Regions from separate parts of the Mus musculus genome. Here region 2 is linked to region 1. Evidence: chromatin contacts called from public Hi-C data. All regions are on one chromosome and are shown on one strand. Each heading gives the region's core, a stretch centred on a gene start, on an enhancer-like site or on the middle of the called end of the contact. The rest is flanking DNA. Distances are from core to core; before and after follow the strand shown.

The links. A called contact is a pair of places that touch in the nucleus more often than the background predicts.
Region 2: a Hi-C map of the STO cell line shows a contact between it and region 1, with 2.8 times the contacts expected there. The contact joins two enhancer-like sites. A contact is called at or near these places in 1 of 15 datasets of contacts at CTCF or cohesin (the NIH/3T3 cell line), 6 of 484 Hi-C or Micro-C datasets (the C2C12 cell line, the STO cell line, embryonic fibroblasts and 2 more), 1 of 115 datasets of contacts at active chromatin or transcription factors (the NIH/3T3 cell line) and 1 of 9 other capture datasets (embryonic stem cells).

What each region holds. Positions count from the first base shown.
Region 1 is chr8:14,601,384-14,605,327 of GRCm38.p6, reverse strand. All of the region lies in intron 4 of Dlgap2 (DLG associated protein 2), which reads right to left. Among named protein-coding and RNA genes, the nearest start is that of C030037F17Rik, 160 kb to the left of the region's middle. Within about 2 kb of position 1,812, at least 43 of the 459 cell types and tissues checked have an H3K27ac peak or open chromatin away from gene starts, as enhancers often do. A contact at or near this core is called in the STO cell line and muscle stem cells, where this site is marked.
Region 2 is chr8:14,711,439-14,715,382 of GRCm38.p6, reverse strand. The region is part of intron 5 of Dlgap2 (DLG associated protein 2); the gene reads right to left. Among named protein-coding and RNA genes, the nearest start is that of C030037F17Rik, 53 kb to the left of the region's middle. Within about 2 kb of position 2,257, at least 6 of the 459 cell types and tissues checked have an H3K27ac peak or open chromatin away from gene starts, as enhancers often do. A contact at or near this core is called in the STO cell line and muscle stem cells, where this site is marked.

The DNA of each region.
Region 1 (3,944 bases), core at 563-3,062:
ATCCGGCAGCATTATATCCTGTGTCCTGCAGGGCTGGAGCACTGAGTGTGTGTGAGTGTGTGTGTGTAGTGTGTGTGAGTGTGTGTAGTGTGAGTGTGTGCTAGTGTGTGTAGTGTGTGTGAGTGTGTGTGTAGCATGTGTCAGTGTGTGTGTCAGTGTGTGTAGTATGTGAAGTGTGTGTGTGTGAGTATATGTGTGAGAATGTGTGTTTGTGTTTGTGTGAGTGTGTGTGTGTGTAGTGTGTGTGAGTGTGTGTAGTGTGTGTGAGTGTGTGTAGTGTGTGTGAGTGTGTGTAGTGTGAGTGTGTGCTAGTGTGTGTAGTGTGTGTGAGTGTATGTGTGTGTAGCATGTGTCAGTGTGTGTGTCAGTGTTTGTAGTATGTGAAGTGTGTGTGTGTGAGTATATGTGTGAGAATGTGTGTTTGTGTGAGTGTGTGTGTGTGTGTGTAGTGTGAGTGTGTGTAGTGTGTGTGAGTGTGTGTGTGTGTAGTGTGTGTGTGTGTGTAGTGTGTGTACGAGTGTGTGTAGTGTGTGTGAGTGTGTGTAGTGTGTGTGAGTGTATGTGTGTGTAGCATGTGTCAGTGTGTGTGTAGTCTGTGAGTGTGTGTGTAGTGTGTGTGCGTGTGTGTGTGTGTGTGTGTGTGTGAGTATATGTGTGAGAATGTGTGTGTGTGTGCACCTCAGAATTCCAGAGGAACAACGGAATGTTTGAAGATCACGGGAAAGGAGTCAGGGCAAGAGAACCCAGTTACACACTTTTGAAATTGCACTAAATTAAGAAAAGCTCGGGAATTTGTGAGGCCATGCATCTTAAGCTAAAATAAATATCTGGAAGACATGCGCGAGGGTGCTCAAAGCTAAAGTCTTAGCTTCCCTAATTAAAACATAAATCTGTGGAAAATCAATGTGAAAACTTCAGTGCTCAGCAGGGCCCCCTCTGAAGCGCTTTCCAAGAAAGTGAGATCAGTGCTCTGGGATGGAGGGAGGGAGAGAGAAAGAGGGAAAGGGGGTGGGGGGTAAGAGGAGCCTAGGCTCTCTCAGTGGGGCACAGCTCTGGGGGCACAGTGAGATAAAGTGGTGCAACAGATCCCTGCATGGACTGGATGCTGCAGACACCCCCCCCCCACACACACACACACACACCTACTCTTTAGAACCACAAGGAGATCATAACCGTCCTCTGCAGTGAAGATGTGAATAACAGACTCAGAAGTGACACAGCTGGCCAAGGTTATATATGCAGCGAAGGTGGCTAGACTGGAGCCAAACCTTGCTGGTGCCATCAGCACTCAGACTCGATCTGTTCTGCCTGTCCCAGGTCCAAAGCTGTGCCCATGGAGGGGAGAAAGAGGCTCTCTCTCATCTGCTGTCCCTGCCAGCACAGGTGCCATTGGATACTCCTCAGAGGGGTCTCAATATACACCTGGTTATAGATAAGATTCCCCCCTAAGTCCTAAGTGCTCACCTCTTCTAGACTTCATTTTCCCAGAATCCCCGACATGTCATCTCAGGACCCTCCCTCTTTCTGCTTCTCATCTGGTTCAGTGAGAGGAAGAAAGCACACAGGGGACACGGGGGACACCACGCCAAGGAGAAGGGCGTAACAAAGGCAGGAGGTGCCTGGCTCTAGCCCACATGTCAGGACAGAGATTTCTGCTTGGAGCCATGCATTGGTTATTTTATTATCTTAGGATTCTATTCACAGGGCCTGGAAAATATCCTGTCTCATGCCAGAGTTTTGGGTGGGAATGAAGTCACTGACTGAGACTTCTCCAATAGCTCAGACAGGACCTCGTGAGGAGAGGAATGTTGGCTCGGTGAGCTGAGGAGTGAATAAGCAGCTGCTGGCAGCTTCCAGATGAATCTCTGTTTCTACTTAGACTATGGAGCAAGCCGAGAATATACCCAGCCAAATAATAATATCATTCATTTGATGCCATTCGCCTAAAATGATTATGGCCCAGCAGAAGTTGAAGTGTTTATGTATCCTGCAACAACAGGCAGCTGGCTACAGGGCTGGGTATTCAAATTAATTCTGAAGATAGGAGGAAAAATAGAGATAAAGTAATTTTAAAAGGCAATGCATATATTTCCATTTCTATAAATCACTAAGAACGATAAACACACGTCCTATGAACATGCCCTACAGTAAAGACGTCAGATGAATTTGGGTCATCTTAGAACTCTTAAGTCCCGTGTGGGGAGAAGCTGACCCATGAAATGCCAGCTGAAAGAACGGGGCCATACTGTCCTTGGGCGTCACCTTGTGTGTGTGGTGCAGTGGAGACTAAATGTTGGAAGTTTGGTGCCAGGTACAAGTAGCAATGCTGTCATAAATTTGCTTGATGGGAAGAAGGGGTGGGGCCTGCAGCAGCCTACACTTGGACAATGTTATTCACCCATGGTGTTTCCTGCTTCATCGTGATACCTTCTTGCCACCTTACACAGCCCTGCAAAGACCCACCAGGTGCAGTCTGGGCACTGATCTGCCCTGGCACAGACAGCTGAGAGAGTGGTCCTGCAAACGTTTAGGAGACCTTAAGTAGGGTGAAGGGTACCCAGGCCACCAAGGAGAAGGGTAAGGCTGCATTCTACAGCTGTACAGACAGTCATTACAAGATCCAGGCCAGTGAAAAAGTCCCAAAATATTCCATTGGAAATTACTTGAAAGAGGGGTGTTTGGGTGAATTTCTCAAAGTCCATCATATGGATGTGTAATACAAGCCATAACAAGCCCTGTTTTCTGTACAATAGACACATAATATTTTTAAAAAATTAAGTCCTTTTTAAACAAAGCCATGAACAGAGAGTCCTGGTGCATCAGAAAGCCCTTAACTATTTCAGTGTTTCCCAGGGGCTCAAAAGCAAAGTGACCCTACAGATGCTCTCAAAGTGACCCTACAGGGTCTCTGATGCTCTCATGCGGCCAAGCAACTTCTAGCGACTGGTACTCAGCTGTTGCAGTACTAGGCACGCTGTGGATACTCTCCAATATTCTGGAGTAGATGTGTGTGTGTAGGATTGAGGCCCCAGAAGGACAGGGGCTGGGCAGGTGGGGACATCCTGTCACCTCTGGAATTGCTTTGAGAGTCATTGGAAGAGCTGATGTCTTAGGCTCTGAGAGCAGCATTCGGTCAAAGGGTAGAGTTTTTTCTTTTAGCTATTTTGGAAAATGCATGAGCTCTCATAAAGAGCGCTTTCTGCGGAAACCTGAGTATCACGGCAGCTGGAGGCAGGGGTACTTACTGTCACTACTGTGGTGGCCTCATTACTACCAATAACAGGAGGAGTGACAGTAACTGTGTGGTACAGGGCTCACCGTGGTCACAGAAATCAGTCTAATAATAATAAGCTAGGGAGCACCCTCTGGGAAAAGGAAACAGTGAGTCTGGAGGTCTAGGCGATTGATGGCATGTAGATTTGACATAGACTAGCCTGGCAAGATGACATCTGGCTCCCCAAAAGACAACCACGGGTGATCATGACTTCCCTGAGGACTGAACACTTCCCACGTTCTGAGAACCCTGGTGTCCACACCTGAACACTGAGTCTAAAGGACCAAGCCTGACATTAAGGTGACTTATCCTCAGGCCCTAACCCACAAGCGCCTGCATCGACTTTCTCTGGGGATACCGTGTTCATTTCACACGGCTCATTTTCATCAATGTCACCGGACCGGAATCTACAGACAGGATGAATGTGATGGAGGGATAATTTTGCTTCTTTCACTGGAGTCTAAGATCTGTATTCTCTCTGCCTCGCACGCTCCAGCTGTTAGCTGCACAGCCTCATCCTGTGCCAAGCCATTGCTCAGCGAGTTTGCTGACTAAGGAGTGGGGAATGAGGGGAGGTTGAACAGAAAGTCATCCCAAAATTAGGCTGCTTCCTCATCCCAAGGACCAGGAATTGGGCCATCTTCTGGCCATCTTCTACCCTCTATCACAT
Region 2 (3,944 bases), core at 1,008-3,507, 110 kb before region 1:
AGGATAATACTCCTCTCAGAAGCCATAGGTTGCAAAATAAAAAGCCCACTGCCAGGTGTGGGATACCTCCCCTCAAACTGTTGGTAAGAGGTATTCTGGAGACCCCATCAAACAAAGCAAGTGATTGCAATGGCTACTGGATATCCACTAGAACTCAATGGTATGGGCCTATTGCTTAAGATATGCCATACTGTGGTCACAGGACATGAATAAATTAAGCCGTTTTTGATAGGGAAGCCCCTTCCCCTCTGACTAGCTTTCATAGCACCAGAAAGTATTTCGGGTGCTGGAAGAAAGAAGTTACAGCAGTCATGCTCAGCCTTGAAGCCTGCAAGTTACAATAATGACCACCAGGCAAGATATGCACCAGGGTACAATAGGGACGCAGCTATTGTGGGAATAACCAGCTGTTTTATTTTTAATTGGATTTAAGGCCTGCCTTAAACACATGCCTGGTACTGTAAACTTGACCATGAACCATGGTTGGGGAGCCCGTAGGCCTTAGCTATGAACCTACTGTTACAGTATCAAAATGTCCTCTACATACTATCTAGATTAGAACAGCTTTCAGACCTCAGAGAAGCCTCTTTGTGCAGAGGATTATGGCTAGCCCCGAAAATCACAACTGGTAAAAGTGAAGAGGACAGGTGTCACTTGAGTGCTCAGCCACAAATGGAAAATCGATATCACATTTACTTTCCTACCAAGGCTCGGGGAACATCACAGAAGAGGAAGAAGAAAGACTGTAAGAGCCAGAGACTTGGAGGATCAGGGAAGGACCAGTATCTTCTGAACACCACAGGACTGATGTTCTCACAAACTCACACCAAATGTGATTGTCTGCACAAGACCTATACAATATCAAGCCAGTCAGCATCCCAGCAGGGAGGGAATAGGAGCCTGTGAGCTTCAACCCCTCACTGAGGAGCTACTGACAGTTGATGACTGCTGATGGGGGCGGAGAAGTAGTCAGCTTTTTAGGGTTGTCGCCTCTCATAGTTCCATCAAGTTCCAGTAGATGAACTCACACATATTTATACATAGTCAGCACAAAGTGGAATGAGTGGGTTATAAAAAAAAAAAGAAAAAGAAAGTATAAAGTTGAAGTGATCATGGACTCTGTAGGTATTAGGGGGAGCAGAGGAGAGTGAATATTGTGTGCATATATAGAATTTCAAAGAGTTAACAAAAATATAATATTAAAAAGATTCAGGATACAGGCAATCCACAAGTCTCAGGAAGTTCCTGAAACATATCAAACTCACAAGGCTGCTTCTTCCTCAATACTACATAAACAGTAAATACTGCTGGGGAAAGGAGACCATCTGACCTGGTAAGCTGTCAGTATATCATGCAGAGAGCTGCCAGGATGACGCTTTTATGATTCATACAGGTTGAAGTGAGCTTTGCAGTCATGTAGCTGCCTTTGATGAATATCTTCTAAGTAACCCCAATATTTATTGGTTCACCAACTTGAACCTTGGTGGAATTGTTTATTTGGTCTGTTGATGTTCTATGTAGAGTGAGAAAACATTTGCTCATATCACCCCAGGAAAAGTCACACTACCATGTGCGACTAAAACACTAATTAATTAAAATTATTTCTGGTCACTGAAAGTAATTAGAATAGAAATCCCTAGAATTGGTCCGATTTGATTTTCAGAACGACTATAAGTTTATGTGTCATTACATCAATTTTCAGGAACTAACAAAAAACAGTATCAAAGATCCAATAACATAATAACTGCAGCAGATGGCACGGGGAACCAGAGTTGATCTGATCTGAGCTCCATTCCAACACAAACACCAAGGGGTCCAGGAGGCCTGGGTCCAAACCACAACTTGATCTTTCACTAGCTGATGCGTGTGATGAGTCACATGACCTTTTAGATTCCATTTCTTCATACAGAATAGGCTGACAGCTCCAATATGTTGCTGCGATACAAACAGTAAGCTCTGCTCTCTGCACTTCACAGAGACACTATCTGAACATATACACTTACTTTTTTCCCCCTTTGTACAATATCATACTTGGTCCGCCATGGCCAGAGAATAGGCCGTGAAGACGATAAAACAAAGAAAATCCTAGTGCGGACTAACACACTGTGTCCTGGCCAGGAAGGGTGTATGTAATTCACAGACCTTTCTGACCAGAATGCAATTTGGGAACATCAGGCGTTTCAGTGAGAGCTACACACATCAGCAAACTCGATTTTGTGCCTGATTGGAAGACTAAATGGTACAGGCAAGCTGCCTAATGCAGGGACGTCATGCTGCATAACATCCCTCAGCTGGTCTCAACCGGGGCTGTCGGAGATACACCAGACTCCATCATCAGCCAGGCTGCCAGTACTAATGACTTTTTTTTTTCTTTTTTGAAGATGCCATTTCAAGGGTTAGTCTGTGAAGCTGCCTTGACTGAAATCCAGTTACTGTGTTGTTACTCAAGATGGGTGGGCTCCTTCCAGCTGCCTAGAACATCCACAGAGTGCCTCCCTAACCCCCATCTGCACTTCCTTCATCTCCAAAGAGACTTTATACATGCTGTGTCTTGTTTTCAAAACAAACCCCTGATCCATTAAGCAACAGATAACAACTCCTGGCTTCCTTTCTACAAATGCCTGCAAGTCCTAGTCAGGTCCCTCTGCAGGAGTGGGCGTCATATATGCCTTCTGTGATTCAAAACAGGGCACATTCTGAGAGTGTACCTGTGTCCTCTTGGAGGGATCTCATGCTATTGGATGAGGCAGGCATCTGATAGGAATAGAGTTGTTACGAGGTTTTTCAAAGGTGAACAGAGTACTCGGCTCCTCAGGCATTTGGGCTACATGGCTGGTACTGAGAGTCACACATGGCTGATGGTGGCTGTTCTGGATGGTGCAAAAAGTATTTGTGATTTCTCAGAGGGTCTGTGCTGGATAGGTTTACCTAACTTGACACAAGCCCGAGTTATCTGAAAGTAGGGGACCATTTGAGGAAATGCCTCCATAAGATTGGGCTGAAGGGCATTTTCTGAATTAGTGATTGATGGGGGAGGGCCTTGTCCATTGTGGGCAGTGCTATCCATGGACTGGTGGTCCTGGGTTCTGTAAGAAGGCTGCATGAGTGAGCCATGGGAAGCAAGACAGTAAGCAGCATCCCTCATAGCCTCTGCATCAGCTTCTGCCTCCAGGTTCCTGCCCTGCTTGAGATTCTGTTCTGACTTTCTTCAATAATGAACAGTGATGTGGAAGTGTAAGCCAAATAAACCCTTTCCTCTCCAACTTCCTTTTTGGTCATGGTGTTTTGTTGCAGCAATAGAAACTCAAACCAAGACAAAGTCCTATGTAGCAGTGCCCAGAGGCTACCAAATTCCATACAACAGAGAGGTTCTATCCTTTCTCTGGGTCCAGCAAGTGCCTTCCACTATCTTTGGAACTCTATACGAATCATAACCTGTTCACTGCTAGCTGGACAAAGGGTGCAGGCAGCTGGCCCAAGATCAGACCCAAGTGGGGGTCCACAGAAGCAAACAGGCCCACAATGGCTCACAATCTCCTCTGTAGGGGAAAACCTGGGCAGGTGTGGTCTCCTTTCAATAATATTGGCTCAGAAGTGCAAGAAGCATCTCACCCCTGTGCAGAGGGTTTGGCTGGCTGCGTGAGAGATTTGAGAATTCTTTTATATTTTGTATTATCTTAGTTTTGAGCCAAGAGTAATATATGATTTACCGACTAGTGACTATAGGCTTCAGACTCACAGAGAAATTTTATACAACAAAGGCAGGAGTCTGATGGCCGCCAATGCCCAGTGCCCAGCAGGGATGCTCTCTTCGACCAACAAGCAGGAGATGAAAGAACAGCTGTACCTTCTCCCATCTAGTGAGATGTATGCACTTTCTCTCCTTATTTTTAGAGAAAGGTTCTTGACTGCTGCAGTCACTGAGGTCCTTATTACCATGCGTC